Regions from separate parts of the Zea mays genome. Here all the other regions are linked to region 2. A link is a contact called in public Hi-C data. All regions are on one chromosome and are shown on one strand. Each heading gives the region's core, a stretch centred on a gene start, on an enhancer-like site or on the middle of the called end of the contact. The rest is flanking DNA. Distances are from core to core; before and after follow the strand shown.

Region 1 (3,811 bases), core at 433-2,932, 300 kb after region 2:
TTTCTACTTTTTCTTTATCCGAGGAGCCTTTCCGAGATTTTTTTTATAGTACGTACGTACAGCCTCTTCGCCTAGAACTGTAAAAATTATTTGAAAGAGATAGAACATTTTAAATGTAACTAAAATTCTATGACAAAATAACAGTATTTACAATATCGAATAAATACTATTAAATTTTGTACTAATTGTATTTTTATAGAGCATATATTTTATACTGTATTTTTTTAATAAAAAAGGTAATTAAATTTAAGATAATTTGACTGTACGAGAAGGTTTGAAACGGAGTTGGTGTTTGGCATGGAATCCATAGCAAAGGCACACGGCAATGCAATGCAAGTCAACTCGTTTCCCGTTTGGCGCAGCAACCGGGTGCCGCGTCGCGCGCGGCGGATCCCGTAACGGCGCCGACGGCAACGGCGACGGAGAAGGGCACCCGCGGCGTGCGCGCCGGCCCGCCCAGCTCACGATCACGAGCGCGCTGTGGTGGAACCGGTGGCATGGAGTAAAAGAGTAGGGAGAGCAGCGGCGCCTCTGTGGACAGCAAGCAGACAAGGCGGGGCAGGATAGGACAGGACAGGAGGCAGGAGCACAGCGTGGATGTCGCTGAGACGCTGGCGTGCGCGGGGAACGGGGTCCGTCCGGGTGAAGCCAAGCGAGGCGTGCGCCCGTGCCTCGTCACGCGCGCGGACGGGTGGCAGGGCAGCTCCCTTGGGGTCGTTTTTTGTCGCCGGCGATGCGTGCCGCGGCCAGCCGGCGTCGCCTTCTGCTACCGCGGGGGGCCCGCCATCCCTGGCCCGAGCTGGCGAGCTCCACGCCTCATTACCACCTACCCCTACGGCACTGGCTTGTGGGACCGGGTTTATTCATGTAACATACGGGGACGACGCCACGACCGGTTGCGCTGCGGAACACCTCCTGACGTAAGCTAGCGGGAACACCAGTTGCTCGCTCGTGCGCCTCAATCAGTCCTGCAGGGCTCCAGGCAGGCCCGCCGTGGCCTAAAATACTCGCGGGGCCCACCCAACGCATATCTGTTGGTTTGGTTAGTTGGCACCTCGCTCTCCAGATCGTCCGCCGTCGATCGACGTCCTTGCTCTCTCGTCAGGATGGATGGCGCAACGCAACACACTCGAGAGAGAAAAAAGGCGTCCTTTCTTTCCCCCACCCCCCCAGACACGAAGCATCTGCCAGATTGATTCTGTGTAGTGGATGCGGACAGGCGGGTTTGCAGCGGCCTCTGTTTTGCAGCCCCAGTGCATTGCACTGCGCCCTGGTGAGGGCCGGCCGGGTGGGCGCGCTCTCGCTCATCGCGTACGCAACGCAGAGGACACACGATACGCGCCCCAGTTCTGTCGCCGGCGGTGACCCTACATGCCGGCCTCGTCTGCGGTCTGCCCCGCCTCGCGTTTGTCGTAGTCTAGCGCGTACAAACGCAGCGTGCGCTGGAGCAGTGCCGCAGTGCGTCGCCTTGCCACTCGATCGGCCCGGCCACGGGCCACCGTCCCGTCCCCGTCCTCCTGCTGCCCCACCGGCCACCGGCGGCTCGCGGACGAGAATCCTTGTACGTACTCCTGCATGCTTTGGTGCGATCCTGATGGGGAATGCCGGAAAAGGGGATAAAATGAGGTGGATGCATAGTGTTATACAATACATACACTCTGTAGTCAACCACGAGCACGGGATGCGCGGACAAAGTTGGCTCGCTGGATCTGACTAGCTGGGCACCACATACAGTAGCGCAAGCAAGGAATGACTTTGACTTCTTGCCTCATTTTTCCACTCCAAGTTTCTACCACTACTATTACGCTGCAAGTTAATTACTACCCCGAACTGGGCACCACAGTACAGTAGCTAGGAGTTAATTACTATTTCGCTCTTCGTCGCATGAACCGCGGAGCGAAGACCGCGCGCCGCATCGGGATCAGCCGCGCGCGCCTCAGGAGCAGCGCAAAAAAGAATGCCAGAAACCGCTCCGCTGCGCCCCCGGCTCCGGCTCCGTCACAGTTTGACTTGCTGATACCAAGAAGCTGCATGCACTGCAGCTAGCTGGGATTATACATGTCCAATGGGCCGTGCCGGGCCGGCCCGACCCGAGCACGGCTTGGCCCGGCACGAGAGGCACTAGTCCAAGCCCGGCACGGTTCGGTGTCGTGCCGTGCCGGGCCGGCCCGCGGGCCGGCTAACGCGGCCCAAGCCCGGCACGGTTATTCTTACACGGGCCGTGCCGGGCCGGAGGCACGGCGGGCCTGTCGTGCCGGGTCGGGCCCGGTCCCATAAACAAAAAAAAACACTTCAAAATTCAGAATTTAAATGTAATATCCAAATTTATTTTAGATTTAATTAATTATATTTATAATTTTAAATACATATTTAGACAAAAGAATTTTAGATACACATATTACAAGTCAGAATGCTCTCATATTATAACATATCATAAGTATTATAGCTAAAAATAGACTGGCCGTTATAAAATCAGTCCCTCAAACGGGCCGTTACCGTGCCTACTAATTAACCGTGCCGGGCCCGTGCCTGCACCGCGGGCCCGACGGTCAGCCCAAGCCCGGCACGGCTATTGAACCGGGCCGGCCCGGGCACGCCTCTAGTCGGGCCGTGTCGTGCTCGTGCCGGGCCACGACCGTGCCGGGTCACGGGCCCACTACCGGGCCGGCCCGTTTGGACATGTATAGCTGGGATTGAGACTTGAGAGAGAACACGAGACGAGACCACGCGAGTGTGATGATGAGGGCATGTAAAATCCAGATACTGCTGCACGGTACTCCAAGTACAAGATACAACTAAAACACAACATAATACAGTGGTCATGTCTAAAACATGTGTCTTACGATATTCATTGTACCAATCAGAGTATTCAATAAATTAAAGTGACCAATCAGATAGTCTCCTGTCTCGAACATAGAGCTAAGACACTGTATCTTCGTCAAGATACGTGTCTTGAGTTTTTTTACATTCACACTCTTAGATATACTGTAAGACACAACTTAAAACATCCACTGTACATGCCCTGATGACTGATGAGCCAGCCAGCTGCATGGCCCCCATTAATAAACCAAGTCCTGGGGCGGGGTTGCGTTGCGGTGGACCGTGTCGGCCTCGGAACAAAGATTCCGGCCGGGGGTGGCCAGAGCATGGAACCGTGTATTCCGCCTGGCCCACGTGACCGGCACGAGGAGCGTCCCGCGCCGGCTCGCCGGCTGCGCCCACATGCACATGCGCCTGCCACTGCCAGCCGCGGGATCCGAGCGAGCACGCACCCCAGACCCGGCGGCGATCCATATGGGACCCGTGCGTGCGTGCGATCGGCGGTGGCTTGGCTGACCTCCCTGTTTCTTAATGCGAATGCAACGCAACCATGTACTACCACGCACGCATGTGTATGGGGAGCGAGAGCGAGGTCGTTAAGATGCGAGCTTGCTTGCTTGCCTGGGCCGGGCGCTAATGCACGCGGTGCAGTGCAGGGGATTGATGCTACCACGGCCGGGCATAATTCAAACCTGTAAGTTCAGCAGAAACGAATACTTGCCACGCACGTACTCTTTTGCTGCGTCTGTGCTATGTCCCTGTACGTGCGTGCGTGCGAGGCGCGTACTTCTTGTCGATGTTCTGCCTCTGCACGCATGCCATCGTGCTACGTGTATAGCTTCATGCATGGCCGCATCGGCTGCAATTTTATCTCTTCCCAACTTTCCTTGCACAACATGAAACGTCATCTGGGTATTCTTTTTTCTTTTCTTTTTCTTTAAGCACACGTTGTATGCGCGCAAGATGCCACTAGCATCACCATTCGCCTGAT
Region 2 (3,941 bases), core at 1,285-3,784:
AATTTAGAGTTGTAAAAAGAAAATAGTGGGACAGAGCCTATTTACTTTGCCAATTTGGTCCAAATCGGGACCAATCCGGCCCATTCATGGAAGGCCTGGCCCAGATTGGAACCCTATGCAGCTAGCTTGGCCACCACGAGCAGACCGCCAGGCGGGGGAGGACCGGCCGCCACCGGATGGCTCGCCCACCCACCTCAATGTCGAGCTCCCTGAGGGTCTTTTTTCGCCTCCTCGCGCCGTGCGGGGTGCTGCCCTCCTCGTCGCCCTTCTCTACGTTCTGCCTCCTCATCGACCTCGCTAACTTCCTCGGCGCCGCCTTCGACTTAGCCTTGATGGCCGAACAATCCCGCGACTGTGGAAGCCACGCGTCACGGAGGGGCCGCTCCACCCGCGAGGGCCCTGCGGCGGTGCCCCTCAGCCTCTGATCCCAATCCAGCCGCGACAGAGGATGCGGTATTGTGGCTCCGCGCCTCGACGGACAAGCTAGAGGAGCGTCTGCTCAAGCGGTTGGACAAGGCATATGAGGCTACGTTGGCCCCACGCACCAACCTCTCAGACCCCGGTCACGCCGGCGAGGGCGAATTTGCCGACCTCCGGTGCCTTGAGTACTCCCTCGCGGGGCTCGTTTGCCTCCTCCAAAGCAACGGCGCCGCTGCCCATGTGGCCGCCTCTGCCAGCACCCAGGCCACCTTCACCACTCATGCCCACGCTGCCTGCGCCCAAGCCGCCTGTGGTAGCAGCAGAGGAGCCAACCCATGCCTGCTGGAGCTTGGCCAGGCGAGCGTCGTGGGAATCCAGCCTATTGTTTATGGTTTGCAGCTGCGCTAGTATGCGATCAAGTTTCTCCGCAACATAGAGGGTCTCCACATCGTCGTGCATGCCGCCATGGTGGCGATGCGCGCGTAGTGGCTCCGATACCAATTTGTTATGAACACAAATGCACTCGCAAGATAGTCCCGGTACTCGTCCTCCCGTAGGAGGCCCTAAGAGTAAACCAGATCTATTCTTCTTGCTTACCTGCTAATGACCTCCACCTCTCATTATATAGAGGTGGCTACCCTAACGGTGGCTAACCTAACCCTAATGACCTAGCTTATGAGCTTAAGTCCCATAACAGCCTGTAACATGAACTGAATATTTTTTTCTGTGAACTTCAAAAGATTTAGTATAGACCGATGTTCTTAAGGAATTAAGGTGGTATGGCATCCTTGGGACGGTATGCCTTGTCACCTAGGTATTGCCTTGAGGACACTACCATAGGCAATATATGGTTACTGACAACCAGAAATTACAAAGGAAAAAAACGAACAGAACTAGGTATCTAAACATGTAATCCTGACAAGAAATCACAGTACACATCCATGTATCTATTTTCCAGCAGGAGTATTTCACTCTAAGGGCTAATTTGGAAACACCGTTTTCCCAAGGGATTCTAATTTTCCCAAGGGAAATTAGTTCATTTTCCCTTGGGAAAATTAGAATCCCTTGGGAAAACGGTGTTTCCAAACTAGCCCTAAACGTTGGAAGCTGAAAGAACAATGGAATGATTACTACAGAACTGATTAACGACAGAATTATCGTATTCACCGGTGATGCTAGGCATGAATCTTCGTATCATGTGAGAAACCCCTCTTTAACTCGCTGGTAACGTACTGCAGCACGGAAAGACCATACATGTATCATAACTCGGATACAGTCCGTAAGATATCTAAAAAACACAAGGCATCTAATGCAAGTAAAGTGGTTGCCCTTTTACCCTTGGTCGAAATAAAAGAGAGGCATCCACATTTTTAAGGAAGTCATCTTTGGGGCGTCATCTTTTCTGTTGTTCGTCTCCCGCGCCATTATAAGCTAATCTCAAGCATTAGAGTAATAATTCACCGTATGCAGCAAACAGTGCCTAGGGATCGGTTACCGGAACACGCGTAACAGACACCGTCTCATATTGTGAGCAAACTCTCCTCCACGATAACAATTCGAATGACCACGAATCCAAAGACGAGCAAAACCGCTACCCGCATCACCAAATCATCTCCAAACATTGGGTGGGAACAGAAAACAAGAGGGGCGAAAGAAGGAAAACACGTGGAGACCTCGGCGAGGACGGAGAGTACGATGAGGTTCCGCACGGCGCGGCGCGAGAACTGCGTCCGCCGGCGCATCCGCGCGTGCACGGCTGCCTCCTCCTTGGACAGGTACTGCAGCCGCTTCTCGAAGTCCTCGCGGCCACCGAAGAGCGCCCGCCACACCCTCCCCAGCACCCCGCCCTGCTTGCCCTTCTCCTTCGCCTCCGCCGCCTCGGGCGGGGCCGGTGCCCCCGCCTCCGCTTCCGCCTGGGTAGAGGCCATGGATTGCCTTGCGGATCCGCGTGGCGCTGGATCCGATGGGGAGGAGAGAGGAAGTGGCTCGCGCGGGATGGCTGGCCAACCTCTTGTTGGACGCGACCCCAATGGAAGGAGGAAGAAGAGAGGGGTTTCGGGTTTGGGCCTTTGGGGCTGGATCTTTCTCTCGAGAGCGCCCCCCGTGGCCGTGGCTGGATCCCGGACTCCCGGCGCTGTAGACCTGGTGTAGCTTTTTGCTTTTGGGTGGCTCGGTCGATCCTCGTAGCAGCTCATCCAACTCTGCAAGTGGGGGCGTCGACTCGAGAAATGGCAGGGACGCACGCGTGAAACCACCGAGACTGCAAAGGGTATTCAGGCCAACTGCAAAAGTGCCCCAACTAGTGACTTGCTCATGCATTACCACGGATTTTATATATCATATTAGTATATTTTATTTAAATAAGATACAAAAATATATATTCCATTAATTATGTGGGTAAAAGCGTGAAAACAACAATAAAAGTATAAACTCTTATTTGTATATAATTTTAATTTATTTTTTTGTATTACGTGGAAAATGGAAGGTGACGCCGTAGAAATTGGTGATTTATATATAGTAGAGATAGAAATTTTGGAAATGAACTTCGTTTCTGTAAAATTGTATCTTTTTTTTTGAAATTGAAGCTTTCGTCTATTTCGTTAACAACCACTAACAGTGTTAGATTAAATATATAAAAAGATGACAATTGCCTTATATTGCACTCGTTATTGCAAATTTGACCTCATCTTCACAATGCAATAGATTTATTCTTAAAAATGATTTATACGATTTAATATATTTTAACAATGCAACAATGGACTACGTATACTAATTGAAATATGCAAACACATCTCATTGCAGCTCTCACATTCGTAATCTTCAGATAGGGGTGGTAATGGATCATGGCCCTAATACTTGGTTCACAAACCAACAAGATCTTTAATTTTGTTAGTTCAAAATTGTATTGTTTTATGATCCGACCCTAACTTGATTCAATCCTTAAATTTGCTAGGCTAAACTAAATGACCCATTACCACCCCTATCTTCAGACCCACACGGATAGAAAATTGAGGTCGACTGTTTGGGACTTGTGAGTTGTGACTTCTGTGTGTGGTAGAGCTAGATGAAACACTGGTAGCTTGTCGGCTAGCTCGATTTGTGGTCAGCTTGCATCGGATCGTTTGAATTTTTTTCACGAAATAAGTTGACATCCTAGCTCGGTTCATGAACAAGCAAGCTCGTGAGCTAAATGAGTTATCACATTTCAGCAAAATAAAAATATATACATATCATTTACGTTTCAATTGATGAACATGTTATATATATATTTGGTGTCTACGACCTATGAGTTAAACTGATGATTGATGAACTGTGTCTATGTGGTAAATTAGTCTATGTGAATATGAATGTGGGTTAAATTGATGAACATGTGTGTGAGTTGTAAATTGATGATGAATTGATGAGTTTAATTTGGTGTTGCATTGATGTAGTCTACGAAACTATGTGTATAATTACTATTTTCTATTGTTAAATTAATTTAAAATTAACTAGAAAATAATTATATATATATGTTGCTTTTT
Region 3 (3,832 bases), core at 486-2,985, 260 kb before region 2:
TTGACGCTTCTTTCCGTCCTGCTAAAGAAAAATGATTGCTCGTCCTGTGCCCGTGCGAAGGAGCGGGGGAGGGGCGGCCGAATGACCAGCACCGGCACGCACGAGGAACGATCCATTTGGGCAAAAATTACGAAGCTACTGGAGCTAGCAGCGTCGCGTCAAACGTCATCTGAAACTGAAGCAGGCGCACGAAAGAAAGGCGCATGGTCGCGTCGCACTGGTGGGCACCGGCAGGCGAGCACACCACCCCCTATCTCTTCTCCTGGTCCATCAATCGTCCCGCCATGTGATGCGAGCGGGCAACTCAACTGCAGCGGAAGCAATCCCGTCGCGATCGGCGCGATTTACCCGGCTTTTCTTTCTTTCTGTCTGTCTTCCAGTCACGATCGGGACGACCATGGGACGATCCACCATCCGTGTTCCGTGCAGCGCATGGAATGCAACGCAATGCAAGAGGTGTCGTCTGTAACAATGATTGTAAAGCCTGTAACAGCTGAACACATGACAGAAAGAATGGATATCCGAGCAACCAAGGCTAGATTAGACAGCGACGGCTCCAGAATTTTACTACATGATATACTATATCTAAGCATAACTATATTTTTAAGGGATTTCTATTTTCGTAAGAAAAAATGAACTATTTTTCCTTTGAAAAATGAAAAATGGGATTCCTAAACTAGCATTAAAATTTAGATAATTCAATACTAGTTTTAAATTTTGAGCATTATGTTGTATATATACATACATCAAATTACAGTCTGAAGAACGACGCGTGCAACAGTATTAGAGTATCTGCTGATCAGCGGCGCTTGGACGAATCTCTCCGACTCCGAGGCGAGTGGATCCCGTCGTCGTGTCGACCTCCAAGTGTGGCCGCCCGGAGGAATCTATCTGTCGTGGGTCGTTGCCGTGTGCCGGACGCGGCAGTGGCCTAGATTCCACTGCACCGCATTGCCGGACCGGGCCGGCTGGCTGCCATGATATCGATACCCTCCTTTTCGGGTCTCTCTCGCGTCAGTGTGAACGCGAATCAAAGCGGGCTGCCTTCTCTATGACTATGCGTGCCATGCTTACTGCTTCTGCTACACCTCCTAGAGTGTTCTTTAGGCTAATCTTCGTCACCTCTTCTGTTCTATTCACTACCTCACCTCTTATTACGAACTTCCCTCTACAAACAAACTCAAATAACCTGGTTTCCGTTATGTTCCCAGGTGGTGGAAAAAGACGCATTTCTTCGGGTGCAATGCAATGCACAGATTACCATCCCCGCTCGGTAAGCGGCGGTTTCCGATTAAAAAAAAATTCTTCAAGGTGCAGCATAGAAGGCGGCCTCATATATGAGCTGTGTCTAGTTTCACAATTGGTACGATTCGTTCTTTTTTACCTTTTTTTTTGTTAACAAATTTACGTACACACACAAAGAAGGGTCACAATTTCCTTTTTTTTTAAAATTATAAAAGGAATAAGCTTGGCCATCGTAGATAGCAGTGCATTAGATACGTACTATATATGTGGGTGTTAACCTACTTACTAACTTTATCAATTTAGTTGTGAAAACACAAAAACCCACTTTGAAGCAAGTACCTCCAAAGCTAAAGTTGTTGAGGTGGGCAGCCCGAGTGCCCAGTGCCCACCATGCTTTCTGGATGACGTCACCTCCAGCGCAGCACCGAAGAAAGAACAGAATCTACAGAACGTACCTCGCCCGAAGGACGCGAATCTGGATGTGTGCAAAAAGCAAGACACACTGCACATGAGTGCGTGGTTCTTTGGCACTAGAGGTAGGGAGGGATGTGATCTGCATAGTACTACTAGTATTTTTCAGGACCCCAATATAGCGCCTTTCTGTTGTGCACTGGCGGTGTGAGCTAGCGTTGCTTGTGCTCGCTTTGGCAATATATATATATATATATATATATATATATATATATATATATATATATATATATATATATATATATATATATATATATATATATATATATATATATATATATATATATATAGGGAAGAGGTAATGGAAGCCCTGGGCTTCCCCTACTAATGGAAGCCCCAACCAGGACGCGGTCGGCCCAGCACCCACGTGCTTGCTCAGCCATGCAATATACGAATGCATATATATATGGATAAAGATGCGTAAACCATGCATAAAGGAATCTTTTGACGCCCGAATCACGTGGAACGAATATGACATTGTGAACAGCGTTTACGACTGCATAATGACTTGTACTTGACAGCATAAATCATGTAGTATGTGGTTCTGGTTCTGGCTCGGGCGGATTCCAGCGTAAACCGTGAGCTAAAACAGCGTAAATGATTACAAATTTTAGCGTAAATCGTAAATCTGTTTCGAAACGGCGAATGTGGCCCGAAAATTACAGCGTAAAAATCTCGCGCGTCCCATCGTGATCGGGTTCTTATTCGAACAGATTTTAGCGTAAAATGTAAACCAAAACAGCGTAAATGATTACGAATTTTAGCGTAAATCGTAGATTTGTTTCGAAACGGTGAATGCGTCCCGAAAATTACGGCGTAAAAATCTCGCGCGGCCCATCGTGATCGGGTTCTGACTTGGATAGATTTTAGCGTAAAACATGAACCAAAACAACGTAAATGATTACGAATTTTAGCGTAAATGGTAGATCTGTTTTGAAATGGCGAACGCGATCCGAAAATTACGACGTAAAAATCTCGCGCGTCCCATCATGATCGGGTTCTGACTCGGATAGATTTTAGCGTAAAACATGAACCAAAACAGCGTAAATGAGTACCGAATTTATCGTAAATCCTATATATGTTTTGTAACAGCAAACGAGGCCCAAAATTACGGCGTGAAAATCGCGTGCAGCCGATCGTGCGCGAGTTCTGACTCGAATGATTTCAGCGTAAAACGTGAGCTAAAACAGCGTAAATGAGTACGGAATTTAGTGTAAAACACGCACACAATCTCACTTCGCAAGAGATTGCTGTAAAACACATCAAAAAGTGTCATAAATTTGGCGTAAAACACAGTAAGACTGTTTTTAATGGAAGCATAAAACACAACAAGAAGTGTCGTAAAATTTAGTTTGAAAATGCATAAATCAGGATGGTCTCATAGGACACTTGTTTTGTTCACAGTATATCAAAATATAAAGTACAACGATATTTTGCCAATATTGTTGCAATCATACACAATTTATTTGACATGACAAAAAACGAGGAGCTAGCCCTGTCTTCGGTACTTCAGATATTTCAAACCATTAGCCTTTAGCTAGGTCGTGGTCCGAAATGGAAGCATCGCTGCTCGGCTCTTATCAAAACAGGTCTGTGTAAGCCTGTATAAAGTATAAAGACACGTCAGAACAAGCATAAGTACTGGAGGTGCATTGTTCTGAAAAGGACCAATTCAAATCATCCTAAAAGCATAATAGGAAGAACAAAAACAATGTAGGATCGGTGGTCTACATGTTTACAAAGCGGAGCATACGCGCGATCTAGTAATTGGGCATAATAGCGTATTCAAATTAGCATAAAAATATAAAGTACATCATACACAACCACATCAAATTCTGGATATTAATTAATCCTTTCAGTTGAGAAAGGTTTAGGAGTTCCTAAATGGAGACAGTAGGATACCTGTTCTTTTTTTTTCTTTTCTTTGAAAAATATAGCTATTTGTTGATCTGACCTCTGCATAATCCCATAGAGGGCGGCGACCATTGCACATCGGTGTCTTGTAGCGTTATCAGACTGTTGCTCGTGTCAGTAAGTCGAGCCCAAGTTACCTACAAGAAAAGGTAAATGCTTTATGACAAGGAGACTGACAAGATGGTTCTTCAAGTGTATTTGC

Evidence for each region. A called contact is a pair of places that touch in the nucleus more often than the background predicts.
Region 1: a Hi-C map of tassel shows a contact between it and region 2, with 2.5 times the contacts expected there. The contact joins the enhancer-like site here to the promoter of LOC100276301 in region 2. A contact is called at or near these places in 3 of 25 Hi-C or Micro-C datasets (bundle sheath, ear and tassel).
Region 3: a Hi-C map of leaf shows a contact between it and region 2, with 3 times the contacts expected there. The contact joins the enhancer-like site here to the promoter of LOC100276301 in region 2. A contact is called at or near these places in 7 of 25 Hi-C or Micro-C datasets (bundle sheath, ear, endosperm and 2 more).

What each region holds. Positions count from the first base shown.
Region 1 is chr4:148,869,027-148,872,837 of Zm-B73-REFERENCE-NAM-5.0, reverse strand. No RefSeq gene overlaps it. Among protein-coding and RNA genes, the nearest start is that of LOC103653808, 21 kb to the right of the region's middle. Within about 2 kb of position 1,682, at least 19 of the 20 cell types and tissues checked have an H3K27ac peak or open chromatin away from gene starts, as enhancers often do. A contact at or near this core is called in bundle sheath, ear and tassel, where this site is marked.
Region 2 is chr4:149,174,487-149,178,427 of Zm-B73-REFERENCE-NAM-5.0, reverse strand. LOC100276301 reads right to left here and starts at 2,534. Exons shown (of 5, transcript NM_001374050.1): 1 at 2,094-2,534. The coding sequence starts at 2,348.
Region 3 is chr4:149,431,059-149,434,890 of Zm-B73-REFERENCE-NAM-5.0, reverse strand. No RefSeq gene overlaps it. Among protein-coding and RNA genes, the nearest start is that of LOC100194141, 21 kb to the left of the region's middle. Within about 2 kb of position 1,735, at least 17 of the 20 cell types and tissues checked have an H3K27ac peak or open chromatin away from gene starts, as enhancers often do. A contact at or near this core is called in bundle sheath, ear, endosperm and 2 more, where this site is marked.